4 separate regions of the Mus musculus genome follow, and all the other regions are linked to region 3. A link is a contact called in public promoter capture Hi-C data. All regions are on one chromosome and are shown on one strand. The core of a region is the stretch at or near the end of the contact, and the rest is flanking DNA. Distances in the headings are between cores, read along the strand shown. Region 1 holds the start of Heg1 (heart development protein with EGF-like domains 1). Region 2 holds the start of Zfp148 (zinc finger protein 148). Region 3 holds the start of Slc12a8 (solute carrier family 12 (potassium/chloride transporters), member 8). Region 4 overlaps Heg1 (heart development protein with EGF-like domains 1).

Region 1 (5,283 bases), core at 725-3,224, 170 kb after region 3:
CTTCTTATCAATCATCTAGGACAATGTGTTTTATAGATGAAATAATTAAGGACTAGGTCACAGTTAAAGAAATCAGGGAAAAAAGATTCTAGGAGCAAGCTGGCAGCTGTTTGCAAGTTCCTGACGCAAGTATAGCCTCCCTGATAATCCCTCTTGCTTTGTCCTAGGAGATGGAAAGGTATTAAGACCCAGCAACATCTTTGCAGCCCTTCATCCACCAGTTAGGCTGGCAGTTCCTCTGGAAGTTCAGGTAGAAGGTAGAAAGACAGATCTGTGATACTTAAAGGGAGGGGCAGGAGGCAGGTGTGATGCCCTTGGGCACCGGAGGCAAAGGCAAGATTCCCAAGCGAGCTTTCTGAATACACACGAGAAGCCCAGACAGGCCTTTAAACCCTTAAGCCTTCCTGTTTGCCTGAAAGCATGTCCTGGCCTTTAACTAGTCCTCCTTTCTGTTCAAGGGAGGAAGCTATGGTGACCAGAACCTCAGAGCACAGTGTACTGAGCTTAGCCAGATGGGACTGGGCTGCTGTGTAGTCCTGCTTGTTAACAGGGGAGCTGTGTCAGGAGGTGGGGCCATGCTTGGATTGTTGTTGTTTGAGAAAGAAAGAGGACTGAGCATTTCATGTGAGACCTGAAAAGTTAGGTTTCATTTGTGGTTCTATAAACCCTAACCCAAACCAATTCTCCACTCTTGGCTCATTTGTCTAAGGTAAACTTGTTTATACGGAGCATCCTTTGTGTCCTGCCAAGTGACTCACTTGTACCGAGTCACCAGAAAATGGGTCTAGGCCCATCTACCGATGCGCTGGACGTTATGATCTGATCGTTCCCCTGGAGGCGGGTCATGGAGGCTTGGAGACAGAGAGAGGCAGAGACATGGGGAAAGAGACAAGCCTGTCTCCTGAACATTTGGTAAACAGACAAAGAACCCTAGCACATCTGAGAGCATCCCAAGGGATCTGTGGTTTTCAGTTTGGATGAGATATTGTCTGAATTATTGACAACTCTAAGCTATGAGGTAAGCACGAAGCCACATGGTCATTCAATGAGAAATCCTTTAGTTGTTGGTTCTCTTAGCAACTCTTAAGCAAGTTATTTCCCCCTATTTTGAGCTGCTCATTCTTTACTTACAAAGAAAAGAGATTTGGGTCTTAAAATCTGGACATTGTATCATTTGTCTCCTAGGAAGGGAGGGAATAGGGACACACACAGAATTTTACTTACCAAGCAAATTTATTGACACTCTGTCTTGGAACATCTCCCCTAAAGGTTTCTTTTTAACTTCTGTGTGGGCTGCTTTTTTTTTTTTTTTTTTTTTTATGTTTAATTTGCAAATTGCTGTCCTTTTCCTGGCTATGGGTTTTCCCTTGCCCCAGACTCGGTTCAGTTTTCTCTTCCCTCTGGCCTCTTTGGGTGTCTCAGCAGTGACATCTTTGAAGAACTATGGTGTAAGCCAAAGATAGCGTGGGAAGGAAATCAGGCTTCTGAGCCTTCAAGAAGATGAGGGTTCCCGCCCTGGCTAAAGCAAATCTTCTCACCAATTCTGGGGACCCAAAAGGGCGGCAGTGGGTTGGGGCCTCTTCAGATCCTTAAGGGCAATGCAGGTCCACGTATGGAACAGGGTCTAGGATTCACTTCTCTGTCTTTTGAAAGCTCTCTGTATACTCACTCACCTGATGTCAATTACACCGCCAGAATCTACTTTTCACAGACCTACTGTGTGGCTAAGGAACTGGGAAAGTGCCCCCCACCCCAATTTCATTTCTCCAAAAGCCAAAGCGATACTCCAGGGTGTGGGCCCTGTAACAAAAGTCGCAGGGGGCTCCATGAGTTCACCCGGGGGTTCCGTGAACTCACCCGGGAGACCGAGACCGCCCCCGCCCTCTTCCTGCCCTCTCCCCGCCCCCGGGCCCCCGCGCGGGGCGGGTGATGTCAACCGAGGAGGAGCCGCCCGCCCCGCGACCCGCCCGGGCTGATTGGCGTGTGGCAGCACCAGGGCTGCCTCCGCCCTCCCGCGGCTCCCACAACTTTTGCGGCTGAGAGCGCGCTCGCACCCCGCTCCGCTCGCCGCCGCCCTCGGCCCGGCGCCCGGCATGTGAGCGCGGGCGGCCGCCGCCACCATGGCCACGCCGCGCGCCCCGCGGTGGCCGCCACCGTCGCTGCTGCTGCTGCTGCTGCTACCGCTGCTGCTGCTGCCGCCCGCTGCCCCCGGGGCGCGGGGCTCCCTTCCCTCCCCGGCCCATCGAACACTCCTCCCGGTCGCGGGACCGCTTTCGCCGCCTGGCGCCGGACATACGGCCCCCGGACCCGGCGTCGCGACCCGGCGGGGACGTTCCGGCCGTGTCCCCAGAGGCGTGAGCGCGGGTGAGTGAGAGTCTCCAGCGAGGGTCAGGGGGCGTGGGCGCTTCGCGGCTGCCCCATCCCGGCCGAGGCTCCGTGGACCCTCGTGGGTGGAACCCTGAGGGTGGCCCAGGACGGAGAAACGCTGTCCCTGGCCACTGGAATATAAAATGTTCACATGCATTCCCTCCCTGTGCTTTGGAAGAAAACTCTCTCCTGGATTAGCCCACACCCTTCTCACTTTTACAAAACGAAGACCCCAAAGAGCCTCTCACCTCGTGGGGAGTGGTAACTTCTGGCTGTTGTCCCTCGGTTTCAGCCCCCAACCCCCAGATTTAGAACTGGTCTCTCCTGGTCTAAAGCCTGACTTTCCAGTATAAGTAAATAACGGATTTCGGAGTTTGGAATGCTTCTAGTACTTAGGACTTCATAAAGGACAAAGAGTGCGCTTTAAAACAAAGCTACCCAGTTAACCTTAGGAGCAGGGTTACTTGGGATGGGGCTGGGGGCGCTGCAAGGTCAAACCCCTGGAAGCCACTGACTGGCTCTGGACTGTCCTGGGCCCTTTCCTCCCCCAGCCAGCTGCTTGCTGTGCAGGCAGGCACTGCCTGTCCTGGTCACAGAATGGGGACTCAGCTCCTGTGCCTGCCTCCTTTGTTTCTAGTTCCTTTTTCTGTTGGAAGAAAATGCCACGGCCTGGGTGGGATTCTAATGTAACCCCCACACGACCTTGGCTGTGTCTCATCTTTGGCTCTCAGTTTCCCCATCTGTGGAATGGAGGGGCCCCATTCCTCCCTGCCTCCAAGTGACAAGAGGTGACAAAATGAAAGTAAAAATAGTAGAAAGTGCTGTGAACCAAACCAGCCTAGGTGATGTTAGCCATTTGTCCTCCCGTAAGAGGCAGAGGGCACACATCGGGCTCTGTTGTTGCCACACTGGGACTGCCAAGATTTTGTCCAGTTTCCACTTCTTGTCTGTCTGTCTGTCTGTCTGTCCATCTTACATGTTTTACAAACTTTCTCCCAACTTGCTCATCCTTAGAACATAGAGGTACTACTTCCTAGAATTGAATAAGAGAAACTTTTCTACCCTCATAAAGCCTCATTTGAACCATAATCTCCCCTCCGCAGACTGCCTTAGCCTTGTGAACTTCTGAGTCACTGGTCCAAGACAGGGAAACTGAGGAAGGGTGAATAAAGGGAGGGAAAGCTGTGCTGAAGGTCTTTACAGACATGCTGTGCAGCCCCAACTTCCATAATCTTGATGACTGATTTTCAGAGAAAGGAATTGAGAACTTTGAAGACATTTACTGTTCTAGATACAGTTGTGTGTAAGGAACTGATAACTCAGATGGCCACCTGGGAACCCAAGGCAGGTGCCACTAACTGGTACTCAGGCTGAAGGCTCCATCTTGTGAGGGGCTATGAAGGGAGCAGGGATGCTGGGCTCCAGCTTGAGGCTGGCACAGGAATCTCCTTCCAATGGCAGAGCCTGTTCCAGGCTCACACAGGTGTGAGTGTAGCATCAGGCTATAGTAGCACCTGAGTTAGGGGAGATAAGGTAAGAATAGGGGCCTTATGAGAGCCGGGCCTTCACAGCCATGGTGCTAGAACTGCTCTGTTCTGTTCGTTTGGGGAAAAGCAGGATAGAGGCAAAGGAAGAACCCAGGAAGGAACAAGAATAATCCAGACTTTCTTTTAAGGTTTCCTGATCTCTATTGCTCTAAGGCCCAGTCTGGGGCAGGGGTGTTTAAAAGGTAAAGTTAGAAGAGGTGCACTCTATGACCTGTTGAAACCTTCGAGAAGTTATCAGTGTGGCCGAAGATCTAAGCACTGCCTCTCAGGTTTCTGTTAGTGCCTCAAACGATGTCACATAGGAAAAGGACACAGCAAACAAGCAGCTACAACACAACAACAATCAGCGACCTCAGGGAGCCGGAGTTTTGTAGCAACCTCTTAAAATTTTCCTGGCCCACTTTGATCTCCTCCCGACTCCCCGCTGGCCATTACACACTGCTAGGCCCTCACATCTGCAGAAATCCTTGGTGGTCCTTTTGCAGATATCCAGCCTCCCTGATACCCGGGCAGATGGTCACCCATGCTCTGCATCCACTTTTTTTTTGTTTGTTTGTTTTTTTTTTTGTGTGTGTGTTTAGGGAGATGAGTGTTCTTGATGGTAGTGAACCTTGAGTCGCACAAATAATACCCTTAAGCTGACAGTTGGGTCCCCTGAGCCACTTCTTCTGGGGGTGCTGGTGGCCAGTGCCTGGTCATCACGGTCTGGGCTTCCAAATATTCCCCAGTGAGTAGCAGAGACTTAATTCTTCTCAGAGGGTCCTTCTAGCTCCTCTCTCCCCAGAGAGTTCAAGGTTCCCACTGCTGGGTGGCTGTGTTTGCATTCCATTTGTGGGCTGTTTGCTTGTGTCACACTGTCCTCCAGGGAGAACTGCCCCCTGTTTGTATAGCCATTATTTGGCTTTTGTGACCCACCTGTCACCGGGTTCCACTGTGTTTGCCGCTTCAGCCATCAATGAAAAGAGACTGAGAGCTAGAGATTTCCTCTCTCTGTGTTGGCTTTCCTATGACTGAGGGTCCCCCAGAGCCATCGCTCCGGGCTGAGAACTAAGTTTAATTTTTCAGTCCACAGGCCACACTTTCATTGTGAGAGCTGCGGGGCGGGGAGGTGGGAAAGAGGCTGGACTTAGACTGAGAATCCTCCGAAAGAACTTCCCCACCCGAAGGGGAAATGGTGCTGCTGCCTTGTTAAATTAAGCAGCCAGCCCAAGGAATAATAATCTTACAGAAATGTGGTTCCCTAAAGGAAGAGAGCCATGAGCCCAGCCCCTTCTGAGCTGTTAAATGGTGGTTCCTAAATTGCTCTAACTTTGTAGCCCAACTTCATCCTTTAGCTAGGCTGCCACAGTACCACTGCAAGGTGCTATGA
Region 2 (4,856 bases), core at 1,453-3,952, 140 kb before region 3:
CACTCGGGAGGCAGAGGCAGGCTGATTTCTGAGTTCGAGGCCAGCCTGGTCTACAAAGTGAGTTCCAGGACAGCCAGGGCCACATAGAGAAACCCTGTCTTGAAAAACCAAAAACCAAACCAAACCAAACCAAACCCCTGGAGGATGCACATGGGTTCAAAGGTCACAGATACTGCCCGGTTTTGTGGGCACTACGTAACAGGCTCCTGCCAATCTGCTGCTGTTGATGGCTCTCCATAGTTTTATATCACACCATTGGGAGAAGCTGGGTGAAGAGATAAAGGAGTTGTTTTGCCCTGTATTTGTAACTTCGTATAAGTGTACAGTCATTTTAAAAATTTATCATTAGGGGTGCCCCTGTGGATGTTAAGAGGACAACTTTGGGGCTGGAGAGATGGCTCAGTGGTTAAGAGAACCTACTGCTCTTCCGAAGGTCCTGAGTTCAAATCCCAGCAACCACATGGTGGCTCACAACCATCTGTAATGAAATCTGATGCCCTCTTCTGGTGCATCTGAAGACAGCTACAGTGAACTTAGACATAATAATAAATAAATCTTTAAAAAAAAAAAAGAGAACAACTTTGTGGAATTGATTCTCTCCATCTACTTTTAGTGTGAGTTGAGCTCAGGTTGCTATCTTGTGAAGCAAGTGCGGTCACCTGCTGAACCCCCTTGCTGATCCTTCATTTGTTTTAAAGAGTTATTTTTATTCATGGTGTGTGCTTGTGCATATTATCTGCCATGTGTGTGCAGGTGCTCTGGAAACTTGGGCCCTCTGAAAGAGCAGCAAGTGCTTTGAAATGCTGAGCCATCTCAGACAGGGTTTCTCTGTGAAGCCCTGGCTGTCCTGGAACTTGCTCTGTAGACCAGGCTGGACTCTAACTCAAGTGATACCCCTGCCTCTGCCTCCTGAGTGCTGGGATTAACGTCACTACCTTATGGCTGTCTCTCATTGTTTTAAAGTGGGTGAGTGGAAGAAATTTAAGATGGAAAGGAAGCAAGCTGCGTGGCCAAGACTGGTATTGGAAGGTAAGCAGCAGCAGTCTGGATAAAAAAAATGGACCAGCAAGAATTTCAAGAGCCTTCAATCACTCTTACTTTGAAGGCATGGTCAGTAGTCTTCTCCACTCTGCCCATTTTAGATGGTTGTTTCTTCCTTGTCTTAATTCTCTTCAGAAACAAAGAGATGTATTCCTAGTGGCAACCCTATTCATCTTAGTCCACTGGGTGTGACCCTAGGCTTTTAGCTCTTTCTAGTTATTAGCTTTACCACAGCTTAAACCTAAAAGTTAGCTTCTTGGCTGCCAGAGGGTTTTTTTTTTCTTCTCTTCCCTTTTTAAAAATACATCTGAATTTGATGTCACTGCAGTTGCTAGAAGTTGCCAGAAGGCTGTCCTCCAGCTAACTGTCCCTTGCTCTAGCTTGTATCACGGTTTTGTTACAATTAGCATTCAGAATATGCACTGTCATCTTATTAAAATTTATATTTTTTTAGTGGAGAAGGTTCAAGTAGAGTTTATTGTGAGGCTGTGGGCTCATCCCTGCTTTTCTTAGTTAACTGTGTTTGAATTCAGCTGAACTTCTGAGCCTCAGCTACTTCAAAAGGCGTCGCGGTTTACTAAGGTTAACGCCTGAGGGAATATTAACCTTGCAGACAGTAATCTAATTCAGTGTCATCACAAGTGCATAATGCGGGAGTTTGGAGTTTGGCCAAAAAGCCTATTCAAATGAACATTCAAGGGGTGGGGAGGTGGGTGTGGACAAGGAGAGAATTCCAGAAATGGTTATGTAGATATTTTAATGTCCTTTCCCTCTCACCTCAAAGGTTATGTTTAAGTATTGCAGAGAGGTGCTAAAATAAAGCCTTGAGATTGTGAAACAGAAATCCTAACGAAGGTGCTCCATCTCTCAGGAAGTTCCCAATAACCCGATCGACATTCACTGGGCACATTAAGTTAGCTGACCTTGTACTACTGTGTGGGCACAAAGGTCATTAACTGTAAGCCCTCCCTTTGTATAGGCAACTAAAGGGCCTTGGTGTTAAATGAGGGCGCTCCTAAGAAACCAGGATTTAGTGAAGGTCGTCGAAGGGCTGCCAAAAGATGGCTCAACTAAGCAATCTTAGGTATGCAGAGATTATAACCAAGTCTTTGCTGACATGCAGACCGTGGTTTGGGCCAACGAAGTCCTGACTGGGATCTCTTGCTTTTTCTCGGTGCCCACATCCTGCATCGCGGTTTGCAGACTCCAACCAGGTTTTCTAGTTTCAAGGGTGCAGGGTAGCATCTTCCGGAAAAAGAGGAGAGGCTAGGTAAGAGAATAAAAGAAAGATCCAAGAAATCCTGGCTAAACCCTTCATCGACGTTCCCGCCCCTTCCACTTCCCAGGGCCTGGGCCGCTATTTAATCCCCATTTTTCACTTCTCGGGGTGCCAGGCACGCACCCAGCCTCAAGGGGAGGACGTCCCTCTCAGTGGCTTTCCCAGCTCCCATCAATTTCAAAGCGTTTTCCTCTCAGGCCCATCAGGGGGACCCCCAGAGCGGGGCCCAGCTTTCCCGGCCACGCCGCGCTGCTGACACGCAGGCGCCAGAATCAAAGCCACGCTTGGTCTCGCAGCCAGGTCTCCGCGCCAAGCGAGGGCCGGCGGCCCGGAGCGCTTCCTGTGTGCGATGCTTCCCATAATGCACCGCGCCGGCAGCGGCGGCGACCGCGGCGACGCTCTAGCCGCGCCATGTCTGCCTCTCGACTGCTCTGGGAGGAGGAAGAGAAGGAGGAAGAGGAGGAGGAGGAGGAGGGGGAGGAAGAGGAGAAAGGCGCAGGGGTGGGAGCTGTCGCCGGAGCTGCCACAGCAAAAGTTCTCTCCCCTCCCCCTCGCCCTCCTCGTCGGGCCCGTGGGAAGGTCGGAGCCGCCGCCGCCTGCAGTCAGTGACCGCGCGCCTCGGCGCCAGCCCCGCGGTAAACGCTCGGCCTGGCAGGCCTGGGCCCGGGAGGGCGGGGGAGGGGAGGGGGCGGCGCGCGGTCGGGGGGGGGGGAGCGCGGCGACGACGGTGTGACCCGCAGGAGCGGCGGGCCGGCCGGCCGGGGGGCGGCCCGGGAGGCGGCGGGCGCAGGCCGCGGGGAGCGCGGGGCTGGGGACGCGAGGATGGTGGGTCGGGGCTTGGAGAACGGAGAATGACGGGGGCGGCGGAGGCGAGAGAGCGGGCGGCCTCCGAGGCCTGCGGCCGGTGTCGGGTAGGAAGGTGGGATGCACGCGGGGAGGCCTCGGGGTGCCAGGCTGTGGGCGACGAGGCCGGCCAGACCCTGGGGTTCTCCGCCGTCTTGGTGCAGTGCTTTCTGCACCGCAGGCCTCGGTCGCCGCTGCTGCCTCGGTGTGCTCGTTGGCTGCAGGGAAGGGCAGGGGCTGGTGAAAAGGGGATTGCTTGCAGGAAGCCGAGTAGGAGTGCGAAAGGGGAGAAAGGGGCCGGAGGGGAAGATGCCGGATAGGTGGAGGAATGCCGGGGGTGGCTGTGGAGCAGTCTTGAGGATTCTGAGGGTGTTCATTGTGCAGATACGTTAGGTGTTTCATTATGGAAAGAACCGAAGCGTTTCCAAGGCAAGGGGAAGAAGGCTAGAGTAGTTTCTACGGATAGAAGGAAGAGCGTTTGAAGCCAGAGGAGTGCTAAATATTGGAAAAGAAGCAGAGAATGCATAATAGAATAGACAGATGTAGCATAATTATCAAATGCTGGCCCAAGGTCTAAAGAGTTATTCCAGATGGGCCAGAGTGGCCTAGTTCGGAACCTGTTTGGGCTCTTCAGTAGATGACATCCGGTAAGTGTGGGTCCCCGCTTGGTTGGGGGTCATTGAGAATTTAGTCACTTAGCCTGTAGATTGGTTTGAGACATTTTAGTGCCGCACTAGTGAACTGAAAAATCTTTGAAAGAGACCTTGAGAAACCGCCTGGCTTCTGGGCATTCTTGAGGCCACGGAGTTGAGAATTTTAGCAGATTTGGAGTATTGTCTGTTACCGGAGGGTGGATGAACACCGTCCTGGAAGACGGTGGAATAGGAATTAACGTGGCCTGGCGGTGTTCTTCTTCACTGCCTAGCTTATATGGTACCACCAGAAGAGCTGGTGCCGTATTTCAGCCTAGGTTGCAGGACATAGATTGTAATTGTCCGGGTCAAGAGTTGGTGCATTCTAGTCTGGTCTTTGAAGGCTCCATTTGTCTAGTTCTATACTTCGGGTTGGCGGGAGATCCTTTTCCATTCACAGTTCCGGGTGTACTCTTTCACGGAGGCATGATGTTATTAAAGAAAATAACATCTGCAAGCAAAATGTAGGCAGAGCATCTAGAATATCTGTTATCTTAGCTTATAAGGAGGTCAGGAGTGGTTGTAATGCCTAAGGAAATCTGAAGTGACAGGATGAGTCGAGGTCTCATGAGGAGGGACAGTCCCTATGTTAGGAAACCAAGTTCTGCACTCCCTGAATGCACAGTAGACCACATTTTTCAAGAAGGAACACTGGGTGAGAACAGAGTCTTGTCCTTTTTGTTTTGTTTTGCTTTTTTTTTTTGAGACAGGGTTTCTCTGTAGTTCTGGCTGTTCTGGAACTTGCTGTTGTATACCAGGCTGGCCCGGAACTCAGAAATCCACCTTCCTGTGCCTCCTTAAAGGCACAGCCCGGCTAGAACAATGTGTTAAATTCTATTTGGATAGTGGTCACCTTTTGTTATTAAGAGAAATTACATAATGTGTTGTGGTATCATTTCAACTGAAGGGAAGACGAGTATGTTAAATGTGACAGATCTTTTTCATGGCAGTTGAAGGAAAAGAGAATAATGGGGAGGATGGGGTAACATTCGGGAGAGGGG
Region 3 (5,630 bases), core at 2,386-4,885:
GATATGGAATATTTGGAGGGGGGGGGGGAAGGAGCCGCTTTTATCACGGTTGGATTCTTCATGTATTTGGTTATCTATCACTCTGTCACAAGCTACTCTCAAACTGATTCGTCTAAAGCAGCCACCATCTTTAATCCACTCTGTGTGTCAGGGACTCAGAGCTTGCCCAGCAAGAACAGCTTGCTCTAGAATGCCCAGGACTCCTCTGCTGCGGGCGGGAGTCAATTAAAGACCTGTTTCACTCAATTACTTAATACTGGCTGTTGCCTGGAGCATTCACTTATACTCCACCATACAGTGTCTGAATTTGGAGTCTAGCAGCCAGAACACCCATCGCCTTTATTTGTTAGCGTGTGAAGCCAAACAGTGTTATTTCTTCCGTCAGCCGAGACACTCGCAAAAGCCCACACTGGTCAATGAGAACAAGGTCCCACCTCCCGAGGGAATCTCATTTCCTATTTTACGAAAAGCAGACTCGGTAGAATGAATGTATTAGTGCAGCCATCTTGGGGAAATACCATCGGCCCCACTTTATCTGTCTTTTTAACTCTTACTCATTTTCCTCCATCAGAATCTAAACCAACATGTACTTGTAAGAAAAACAAGTCAGTAAAACTCTAGATGTATCCACCAAAGTGGGTTTCCACTCCTATTTTACAACCCTGGTTCCTCCTTCTAGAGAGAAACAAACCCAATAGATTGATGGTGTTTCCCGTGCACACGATACATCTATAGACACATATATGGGCTACAGCACATCACTCACGGTGTCCTGCAACTTGCTGTTTGTATTCATTATGTGATGGGCGAGGTTCGTGTCAGTACATGGGAAACCACCTGATTTAAAGCACTGGCTGTCCTAAATTAATCCATCTTCTGCCAATGGACTTTAGGTTCTCATGCTTTCAAGTATTAGAGGTAAATAAGGCAATGGACACCCTTCTCTTAGGCCACAGAGGATCGCAGCTTAGAAATGGAGATGGTCCATTCTAAGAATATGGAAGATACTATTTTTTGGCACAAGCATTTTGGGTCTTTCGTTTGTTTATTTGGTGTTTTGTTTTGTTTGTTTGGTTGGTTTTTCGAGAGAAGGTTTCTCTGTCTGTCCTGGCTGTCCTGTAACTCACTTTTCTGTTTTGTTTTTCGAGACAGGGTTTCTCTGTGTAGCCCTGGCTGTCCTGGAACTCACTTTGTAGACCAAGCTGGCTTTGAACTCAGAAATCCTCCTGCCTCTGCCTCCCAAGTGCTGGGATTAAAGGTGTGCATGCGTGCGTGCGTGTGCCACCACGCCCAGCTTTGTAACTCACTTTTTAAACCAGGCTATCCTCTGCCTCTCTAGTGCGAAGATTAAAGATGTGCGACACCACTCCCATTTTTTTTGTTAGTTTTTGTTGTCATATTTTCAGGTTATAAGTTAAGTTGGCATAAAGCAGGACATACTTTTTCTTTACAAACAACTGAGTTTCTCTATTTAACCATAAAATGAAAAAAAAAAAGATATGGACACATTTATCCTAAGGTTTAGAAGACAGGCTTTCAAGGAAACTCTTTTTTCATTTATTTAGAAAAGAGTTTATTGCAGGAAGTAATGGTAAAAAAGAGGGGTGAGTCTCCTTTTCTCCTGTGTGGATTTCTTAAAGTTCTGGCTGATACTTAGCAGTAGGCTCCCCAGATGTTGACAGCAATCAGGAACCTAGTTAAAGGCAAAGTAAAAGAGTGTCCTATAACCACCTAAAAAGTGACGAAGAAAGAAGGCTTTCCCAGCCGGCCGTGCAGGTGATGAGATGCCCACGTCATGAGTCTTAGCAATATGCCATCCTTCTGTCTGTCCATCCTCTTCTCAAAGACAGGTAATCTGTGATTCATTCTGGTGGAAATGGGGGTTTTGCTTTTTGCAGAGATGGGCTATTAACACTCCTCTACAAGCTGGGGATATAACTCCGTGGGAAAGCAGTCCCAAAAACAAAAAGACAAAGCCCTGGGTTCCACTCCCAGCATTGTAAAGCCAAAACTGAAAACAAAACCCCACAAAGGAATGAAAACCCAATCTGCTTGTATGCTGATGTATACAACATAGAAAGGACTTTGGGGGTGTGCTGCTCACGTGTGACAAGCCAGGCACAAAACGATAATAAATGTTGTTGTATTCCATTTAGAGGCCAGTTATATTCAGAGTAGACAGAAAGACAGACAGTGCATGGGGACACCATGGGTGGGGAGTGGCAGAATGTGTGTTTTCTGTATGGGGTGATGAAAAAAACGTCTTGGGTGTAGTGATGATGGATCTTTGAGCACCAAACACTGGGAGCAAGATTTTCCACACTGTTAAAATGGCCCAGACTGCAAACTTTACATAAGACACCTTCACAGGAACAACTTCCCTGGAGCAGCAAAGAGAGGAGAGGGCGCCACCAGTGTTCCCGGGCTTTGCCTTCCCTTTTGTTTTAAAAGAACAGCCTCTATTTTTAGGGATTCCACACAAAGGCTTGTGGGCGTGGGAAGTACTCCCAGCTGCCCTCCTGTTTCTCAGAAACCCACATGGAAGCCTGGCAAGTTATTTAAGGTTTAGGAACTATGCCAGATTGAAAATGGAGATAATTTAATCTCTCTGTATGTTAATTCCCACCCCTCGTCCTGCAACCCGAGGTGGCTCAGTGGTCCTGCTGAAGTGGTGAGGGTCAGCCCCCCACCCCCGCCTCTCAGCATGCCCGGGCCGCATTCTGGAAGCTCCATTTCCTGCCAGTTCGGTGTCACCTGACTGAACCACCGCCCTTCGGACAGGGGGTGCTCAGGGCCTGGGTCTCTAGTCCAGATGCTCGAGTCCGGACGCTGGGGCGGGGTCGCCCGAGATGCAGGGCAGGTGGCCAGGAGCGCTTGCGGCCACGTGGCAGGACCGGGTGGGGCGGGCGTGGCCTCCGGAGCCTGAGTAGGAGCAGGTGAGGGTGCGGGCACTGCTCTGTGGAGGGGAAGAGTGGCTGGGGTCGCAAGGACCTGACTCTGGTGCCCAGAGCCTCATCCCGCAGCCCTCAGATCTTTTTAGGGTGATGTGTCCCAAAGGAATCTTGCCCTATTCCTCTCCCCACGAGTCTCCTGCAGGATGGGGAGCACGGCCAGTTGCCTCAGCCCTTCTCCCTCCCTCTCTTTTTTCTTTCAAATGTCATGGGGCAAGGTCCCTGGCCTCAGGAAAGCCAGATCAACTCCTCTGGTGGGCCAGAACTGTACTTTTCTGACATCTTTTTCTTACCTGCCCTATTCTGGCCAGGGTCCAGGGGCCTCTCAAGACAGCCGCCAGCCCTCTGGCTCTGCCTCCAGTACACTCTGCCTGCACTCACCACCAGACACGGGTTCCAGCAAGACCCCAAATGTCCTTGCTCTGAACAAAGGGTTCCCAAGGCACTGGGGAAAAGAGTGTAGGACTATGTCTTTAAGGGCTAGGCAGCTGAGCAGTCAGCCTAGACCATTCCCCAATATTCAGGAGTTCAGGGAGTAGGGAGTGAACTATAGGAGTTCCTGTGACCCCAGGACAACGGGAAATGATCAGGCGGGCTCTGAACCATAAATGAGGTTCTGAAGAGAGCAGTGGGGAGGAGTCCCCAGATGGGGCCAACAAGGTTTCTACTTCACCCACGACCTTTCTCAGTGCAGAGGAAGCTGGACAGGCAAGAAGCAGCAAGGGAGGGAGGGAGGGCCTGGCCTGACAGAGTGATGTTTGCTTTCCAGAGTGGTCTCCCTATCTAGATAAAAGTATCAGAACCTCACTTCCTGGAGAATGGCCCAGAGGTCTCCGCAAGAACTCTTCCACGAGGCAGCCCAGCAGGTAAGTCTGGTTACAGGGGTGGTGGTGGAGCTGGCAGAGGCCATCAGACAGACAGGTGCCAGCAGAGGGGGGGTCTGTGGCAGTGCAGTATTTTCAAAGCAGTTATCTCAGGTTTACTTAGGCGTTGAGGGAATACCTCGGACAGCAGTTAACCGTGCAGAAAGTCTCCTTTGGCATTAGCTGTAATGTACTCCGCTCTCTGCCCTCCACCCCATCATGGGAAGAATGCCACGAGTGGAGGCTGAGACTCAAATGATATGAACTCCCTTTAATAACAAATCAGATCAAAGTCAGAAGGTAAGTTTATTTCTAGAAAAGCTAATCTACGGAAATCAGGGGGTTTCTGGACTCCCTGATGTCTGCTGGTTTTGTTTTTATTAAGTCCTTCTTGTTGGTTATTAGTGTGTGTGTGTGTGTGTGTGTGTGTGTGTGTGTGTGTAGTGTGTAGTGTAAAATATTCCATTTGTGGTCGATGGTTGATATAGAATTGAAGGATTAATCCCTTAAATGAAAGCCCACACCTTGGTGCTTATGGGGTCTCTGCCATCCGTGTTCAGTCACCTTGGTGTTTCATTGCCCCCTGGGTTTCCTTTATGCTTTGTAGTGAGAGGCAGGGAGGTGTTCCTGCACTGCAAGAGAGGGGAGTAAGCCCTTCAGCAGGAGAAAGAATATATATTTCAAGAACAAGGTCTAGAGCTGAAAGTCCGGAGGTGGTAGGGGCATCCAAGCCACATGTTAACCCTTTTCATGTGTGCACAGATGCCAGTGAAGGCGTGCTGCCTGCTGACCAGCAGGCGGTAAATGCTCCATAAACATATGACAAGGAGTGGCAGAACTAGGCTGAAGTCAGTTAATGACTTTGTAATGCAGTTGGGGGATGATCTAGTCTCCAAGTAACAGTATTATATGTTAACACATTGGTGCTAGTCTGTGTCATTAAAAACAAAATTAAAAACAGAATAAAACGAAACAAAAAAACCTTTGCTTTCATTTCTGAGTCCTCAAAAATTCTGTGCCAGACCATAGGGGATGCACCTGGTTAGTCAGGTGACCAAAGCCAGGAGTGGAAGGAGTCTAAGACCAAGGCTTTTGCTGGGGATTATTGCAGGAACGTGAAGGCAGGGTAGAGTGAACAGTTTGGGGTGTGCCACTCTGAAGAATTTTTCTGGACTCTGGATTAAGTGTTGGTCTCTAGTTTCCTAGTAACTGACCCTGGGATGATTTAGGTTGGTGTTAGGAGTTAGTGGCCGCAGCTCTAGACTGAGAATTGGTAGGTTGGCTTATGAAAGACATAGTCCCATCTAAGCTTTTGCTCTCTAAGACAGCCAGTAGGATTTGGTCTTTGCCTGCTTATGAATGGATGGCTTGTATTACTTCAAACATTTACATTGCCCTCTGCTACATTTCATCCATGACCAGAAGCAGAGAAGAAAATTGCTGTCTTTGTCACTATATGATAGATCAGCGTTTGCAAGATGTCTAGATGTTAAGGATGCTGAGGCACGAATTTTGTGCTCTAAGTGAGGTGCCCACCGGGTGGTACCTAGAGCATGGTCTGACTTCCTAAGGAGAGGCTATGTGACTTTTAGCTTCATTTTGTAATTTTCCTCACAAGATATATCTTTTCATAAACGGAAAAAAAAAAAGAACTAAGAGGAGGAGAACATGACTCAGACACTGGGAAGCACTTCCTCCCGGGTGTCATTCTGCATGTGACATTCCTGCCTTTGTCCTTCTTTTGCCTGACCTTGCTGTGCTAAATCACGTGTGCATTTGCCAGCTGGTCCTTCTGATCATGTATACGGCCGCCCTG
Region 4 (5,429 bases), core at 422-2,921, 220 kb after region 3:
ATGTAATTTCCCACAGAGTCTTTTTGAGGAAGGACCTTTGCGGCAGGTCAACTCATCATTGTAGATTCTGAGGAGCCTGTAGTCAGACCTGGGGAGCTAAGAGGAGCTGAGCTTTGTCAGCTAACTTGTTCACTATGCAGAGTCCAAATAAACAGCTGCCTGGGTTTTTGTTTTTGAAACCCTGGGTCTTAGAAGGGATCTTCTCCTTTGAAGATGTTTTGTTTTCGAGGATGCTGCTCTGAACATTTCCTGCTGAGATTTCCCTACTAATCCACTATCTGCCCTGGGGAACAACAGAAAGATATTTAGGAGGGGGGCGGGGATACAAAGGCCGCACTGCTTTGAGTCAAACTGCCTGCTGATACCTTGGTGGCGATAGAAACTACCTATTTTATCCTGAAAATAGGAAATTGTTTCTTGGCTCAAGGATTTTGTCTGACAACCGGGTTCTTCATTTCAGCTAAACGTGTGTTTTTCAACATTGCCCGGTTATATCCGAACTACAGCCCATGTGTCTAGGTGAGAAACAGAATTTCTTTTGCTTATGATCTGATCTGTGGAATTGGGGGGGGGTGTGTGTGTGTGTGTGTGAAGTGGTACTGTTCCCAAATGAGTGATCAAAATAAAGCCAGTCTCTGTTTTACAGCCAATACACCGGGTAACCCAAGACCACGGTCTCTGGGCCTTTATACTCTCCTATTTTTTCTGTGGAGAATGGCAGTAACATGTACTTTGCAAGCTACCTGGAACCCACATGTCATTTCAAGTCAGTTAAGGCCTTGCTAACTTTGCCCACAGGGAGCCCAGTACAGTTTTCATCTCACTGAAAACCACCTTTGCCCTGGCCTCCAATGTGACACTGTTTGACCTGGCAGACAGGATCCAGAAATATGTCAACTCCTGCAGGTCCTCTGCTGAAGTCTGCCAGCTCTTGGGGTCTCAGAGGCGGGTCTTTCGAGGTAAGATGGGAGTCCTCTAGGGGGGGAAACCTGCTCTTGCAGGTAGGCATAGACTTAGAGATGGGAGGTTTGGGGACTCAGGCCCAGAAAAGCTCCTTCACAGAGCTTGTCTTTAGAAGTTATAAGCACAAGCCTTCATGACACTCAGTGCACACATCTGTCTACACATGGCCTTTTACAGCATCAGCTCCTTGGTATCTGGCTCCTTCTTTTCTTCTATACAGTGCCAGGGTGAGAGGAAGATATTACAGGAGCTGAAGGAACCAAAAGCTGTTACTCCCGCTTCCTGGGGAGACAGAAAGTGACATATAGAGTCTGTCAAGTTGCCAATGATCCAACAATCTTTATATGGTGATGACTAAGAAAAAACAAAGAGCTATGCTCATGCAGTATTACCTATCTTTTGTTTGTTTTCTATCATAAAACCATAGAATGACTAAGAGGGAGCATGGCAGGATGCTCCCAGGAGTGCCGTAATGACAGGACTCTCCCTTCCTTTGTTCTTGTTTGGTCGGAGGCTCTTGCCCTGTGTTGGGGTAAGGCCAATGAGAAAGGTGACTCAGGACAAGTCTGGAAGACAGACTTGCGTCTTTCAGGGATAGTTTTATAGCTGGGAGAAGAACACTTTGCTGGAATGAGAACCGCCCCTAGACACAGTGGGCTAGTCCCTCTTGGTGATCAAAGTGTACTCTGGTTAGCTCATTGGACCAGTGGTTGAGGTCTGGCAAAGGAAGGAGAGCTTAGGCTAAGTCTCCCCCATCTGGCATCCAGATGTTAGACATAAATTGAAGGTATCAGGTTTTGGTGCCATATCCGCTGGTTAGTCTAGGCCATTCCCAGTGGGTCAGGATGTTGTAACTGCTGGTCCAGAGCTTTCCTCGAGTGAACAGTTGCACTGCAGAGCTTGGGAGCTGATGCTTTCACCCTGAGATAGGCTCTGGGGGGCTGGCTACTTAGTAACTGGGGGGAAATGAGCTGAACATAACAGAGTTGGAGTGTTTTTGTTCAAAGTTCATGCCCTGTTCTAGGGTGCTGGATACTTTGAGGCTCTCTGGTTGTATGGTTTTGTTTCTCATGCCCAGGGCTCCAGGGTACTATTTTTCCTCCCAGTGAGGTAGGCACCCTTCAGTTTGCTAACCATTTCTAGACTGCATTTGGCGTGGTCAGCATTGGACCAAGGTACTTTTCTGTTGCCAGCTTGTGCATCTGTGCTTTGCAGATCAAGTTGGCAAGATTGTGTGGATGCGCAAGAGCCTGCCCTAGCAGGAGTGCTCGCTCACCCAGCTGCTTTGCTTGGACTGCCCCCATGTGGCCTATAGAAAGACTCTTGTCCCCATGAGGAGGCCATCCTCACTGTGTTCCCTTCCAGTCCCTTGAGCATAAAGACAGCCATGCCTAGTAGCCAAAATTGGACTCACATCTGTTTTTCCTCCAGATCTTCTCTAGGTTTTGCCAAAGGATCCAGCTCTGGCTCTTGGTAATTTTTCTGGAGCTAGAGAGGAGGCTAGACCAGCAGGTGCTGCACACCTTTGGGTTTCTAGCATCCGGGCAGCACTAGGATGCTCTGGACATTGCCGCTGGCGAGAAGGGCTTTGTCCCCTCAGTTCAGAGAATGTCCATCTCCCTCCTTTCAAAGCCCTTTAGTCCTCATGGTCTCCTGGGATTTAGAGACTTTGGAAATCCCCCCTCATGGCCTCAGCCTTGGCTTACTGAGTACTCATTGTCTATCTTGACGGATGTTATGCCCAGGAAAGACCATGGGAACGGTGAATGCAGAAGACTCACATCACCAAGGATCGATTTAAGTGAGATTCTGCATGGTCCTTTTGGGTGGCTTTATGAGACACGTTCATTGAGAAAGCCACTCCTCATTGGAGGGGCGGGGCCTGCCCTCCCTGTTCAAGCAGAAATCTGGCAGCAGGCAGGAACTGGTTGCTTTTGGCAATGAATATTCGTTAGCAGCCTAGATCAGTGGGCAGGATGGAAGGAGAACTTAACATTGACTTCCAGAAAATACCCAATCAGAGTGGGATTTCCCAGCCTAGGATGGCCTGGATACTCCTTATACTTGGAGGTGTTTTTCTCTGCTAAGTCTCATTGACTGGCAAAGCCTTCAGAGAAGTCAGATGTGAGGTGCCGGAAGCTGAGTTCCTCCCTGGTGCCAGCTTTGCAAAGTTTGCCTGGTGAGATTTTTCCGTTTAAACATTTCCCCTTAAATACAAACTTTTTTTTAAAAACAATAAACAAAGGAGCCCAGATTTAACATGTCAGCTTCCACTGATAAAGGCAGGAAATTCAATTCAGCACTGGGAAATGAAGCTGTGCCCTAATTCACCCGGCTAGACAGTCAGTCTCAGTTCTCGGGACCCTCAAGAGGGATGGATGCTGGGAATTCCACACGGGGCCCATCAAGCCCTGGTGTCAGCTCCCATCACCAGAATTTGCCCAGGCAAGGGTTAATTTTGCAGAATTAACAGGCACCTTCTGAAGAGCCTGGGGCCTTTTCTTTGACAATGCCTACAAAATTAGCACCCAATTTTCATTGTACAATGCTCAGACTCTTCCCATCCCCCTGCCACTCTCCTCCTGGGTTCAACTTGCTTTTGACCCCCCAACAGCAGAAGCACACATCTGCCATGTGAGGATAAGTTATTAGCCGCTGTCATGTTGGTTTCATAGTTCTGTTCTCCCTGTGCGCCCACTGACGTGTATCTTGGGTGGTAAAATGTACTCTTCATTATCTTGGCCGTATTAAAACCTCCCAGAGGACTATGTGCCCAGCAGTGAATGCTTTTTGATACGAATAAGCTGATTCTTTATCAACCATGAGATGAATAAAGCCCCCAAATGAACACAAAACCAGCCTTAAAACTGGGTTCTTTCCTCGTCTGCCTGTTTCTCCTGGTGATGGTGTAGCGACTGATCAGGCCAGTAGGACTTCCCCACCCCCACCCCCACCCCCACCCCCACCCCCACCCCAGCACATGCTCACCTACTGGTCTCTGTGCTGCAGATCCAGTGCTGAATAAACCTTCCTAACACTGTAGTGGGGAGACAAACAGACAGACAGACAGACAGACAGACAGACAGCTTCCTGCCAACCCTGGGGAATCAGATTACCATACAAACCTCGTTCTATAATAAGCCTCCAAAAGGCAACACACTGAGAGCAAAGCAAGCTGCCTTACCACAGAGTGGTCCTGGGCCCCTAGGACACAGAGCCCGGACATGTTTCCACTTGAGACTGGTCTGACTGTATTGGTTGGTTTGGGTCCAAGCTCCTGACTTCCTAAGAACATGGTCACATTTTCTGGGTTTGTTCCAGCCCCACCCCCCACCTCCCTTACTCCCAGTCCTTAAACGTGAAGGTACAGAATACACCAGGCTGCATTTGTAGGTTGGGCAGCGCCCTTTCCTTCCTCAGTTTGGTTTCTCCATAGGGAATGCTTGTGAATATTTATTTACTGGCGGTGACCAGGGAACAAGAGGTAGAGACTGTGTAGGGCCTCAGAGGACTATGGTTCCAAGAAGACTCTGGGAAACTCTCCCCTGAGCCTATTGAAATAGCAAGTTCATGCGTCATAAGGTGTGAAGAAGAGGTTTGGTTTGGTCTCACTGCCTTGTTTTTCACATCCCAGCGGGCAGCTTGTGTAAGCGGAAGAGTCCAGAATGTGACAAAGAGACCTCCATCTGCACCGACCTGGATGGTGTCGCGCTCTGTCAGTGCAAGTCTGGCTACTTCCAGTTCAACAAGATGGATCACTCTTGCCGAGGTAACTTCGGGTCCCCAGCAGTTGCGTGGCACATGCTCTGCAGCTGGTCTCTGCTCTAGGCAGGAGCAGTGCATTCCCTGCAGGTGGTCTCTGCTCAAAGTGTGATGCTTCTAAACTGGGGGTTACTGGCTCTATTTGACCAGCAGCAGGAATGAATACAGTGTTTCCTTGCAAGTATCTCCTGGTTTGTGGTGGTCTAGCCAATACCATTTAAAAGGAAAGGAAAATGGAAGCTATCACAAGGTCCCCTTTTCCCTCCTTGCTGTTAGAGGAAGTTAGAAAAATTAATTCTCTCCCCAAAGTGTTGTCTGTTAACTGCTTATCACTAAAGGTAGAAATACAAGTACTGATCTGGGCCTGGGTCTGTCTGGGGGCACTGTGGCTTAGTAGTGAGTATACTCAATGATGCCCAGGACACCCGGCTCAGAGCCACATTCCGCCTCACTAAACTGGTATCATCTTGAGCAAGCACTTCATTTCTCTAAACCTCAGATTCCTCTTCTTTGAAATGAGTGTGGTCACTTTGTTAGATGTCCCGAGAAGTACAGCTGTGACTCAAGTTGGGCTTTGTAACCCACAGGGACTTGCTTTTGTGTTTATCTAGGTTGTTGATAATTCAATGGGTTATCATTTTAAAGGTTGCTTGGTATATTGGAGAGTAAAAATCTAATTCTGCCAGCCTTTGGGAAGAAGCCAA

What was found. Promoter capture Hi-C pulls out the DNA fragments that hold promoters and counts their contacts. Capture Hi-C pulls out chosen DNA fragments and counts their contacts.
Region 1: a promoter capture Hi-C map of hippocampal neurons shows a contact between it and region 3, with 5 times the contacts expected there. The contact joins the promoter of Heg1 here to the promoter of Slc12a8 in region 3. A contact is called at or near these places in 7 of 39 promoter capture datasets (the 3T3-L1 cell line, hippocampal neurons, liver and 4 more), 2 of 484 Hi-C or Micro-C datasets (cortical neurons and nephron progenitors), 8 of 115 datasets of contacts at active chromatin or transcription factors (the SCID.adh cell line, craniofacial prominence, embryonic basal ganglia and 5 more) and 3 of 9 other capture datasets (adipose tissue, liver and pancreatic islet).
Region 2: a promoter capture Hi-C map of pancreatic islet shows a contact between it and region 3. The contact joins the promoter of Zfp148 here to the promoter of Slc12a8 in region 3. A contact is called at or near these places in 10 of 39 promoter capture datasets (the 3T3-L1 cell line, 3T3-L1-derived adipocytes, HPC-7-derived erythroid cells and 6 more), 8 of 484 Hi-C or Micro-C datasets (the G1E-ER4 cell line, cerebral cortex, cortical neurons and 3 more), 4 of 115 datasets of contacts at active chromatin or transcription factors (embryonic stem cells, neural tube and pancreatic cancer cells) and 2 of 9 other capture datasets (adipose tissue and pancreatic islet).
Region 4: a contact with region 3 is called in a promoter capture Hi-C map of hippocampal neurons, with 4 times the contacts expected there. The contact joins the enhancer-like site here to the promoter of Slc12a8 in region 3. A contact is called at or near these places in 15 of 39 promoter capture datasets (the 3T3-L1 cell line, 3T3-L1-derived adipocytes, the SN4741 cell line and 8 more), 2 of 15 datasets of contacts at CTCF or cohesin (embryonic stem cells and pro-B cells), 18 of 484 Hi-C or Micro-C datasets (LSK cells, cerebellar granule neurons, cerebellum and 11 more), 14 of 115 datasets of contacts at active chromatin or transcription factors (VIP interneurons, astrocytes, embryonic basal ganglia and 4 more) and 4 of 9 other capture datasets (adipose tissue, embryonic stem cells, liver and 1 more).

The regions. Positions count from the first base shown.
Region 1 is chr16:33,682,492-33,687,774 of GRCm38.p6, forward strand. Heg1 (heart development protein with EGF-like domains 1) reads left to right here and starts at 1,975. Exons shown (of 15, transcript NM_175256.5): 1 at 1,975-2,364. The coding sequence starts at 2,121.
Region 2 is chr16:33,378,073-33,382,928 of GRCm38.p6, forward strand. Zfp148 (zinc finger protein 148) reads left to right here and starts at 2,703. Exons shown (of 9, transcript NM_011749.4): 1 at 2,703-2,955. 1700007L15Rik (RIKEN cDNA 1700007L15 gene) reads right to left here and starts at 2,664. Exons shown (of 2, transcript NR_045709.1): 1 at 2,444-2,664; 2 at 1,782-2,307.
Region 3 is chr16:33,514,560-33,520,189 of GRCm38.p6, forward strand. It overlaps Slc12a8 (solute carrier family 12 (potassium/chloride transporters), member 8), which reads left to right and starts at 3,636. Exons shown (of 13, transcript NM_134251.3): 1 at 3,636-3,817. The coding sequence starts at 3,770.
Region 4 is chr16:33,737,765-33,743,193 of GRCm38.p6, forward strand. It overlaps Heg1 (heart development protein with EGF-like domains 1), which reads left to right. Exons shown (of 15, transcript NM_175256.5): 8 at 461-519; 9 at 799-959; 10 at 4,598-4,732. Among named protein-coding and RNA genes, the nearest start is that of Muc13, 54 kb to the right of the region's middle. Within about 2 kb of position 1,672, at least 81 of the 459 cell types and tissues checked have an H3K27ac peak or open chromatin away from gene starts, as enhancers often do. A contact at or near this core is called in VIP interneurons, cerebellar granule neurons, cerebellum and 12 more, where this site is marked.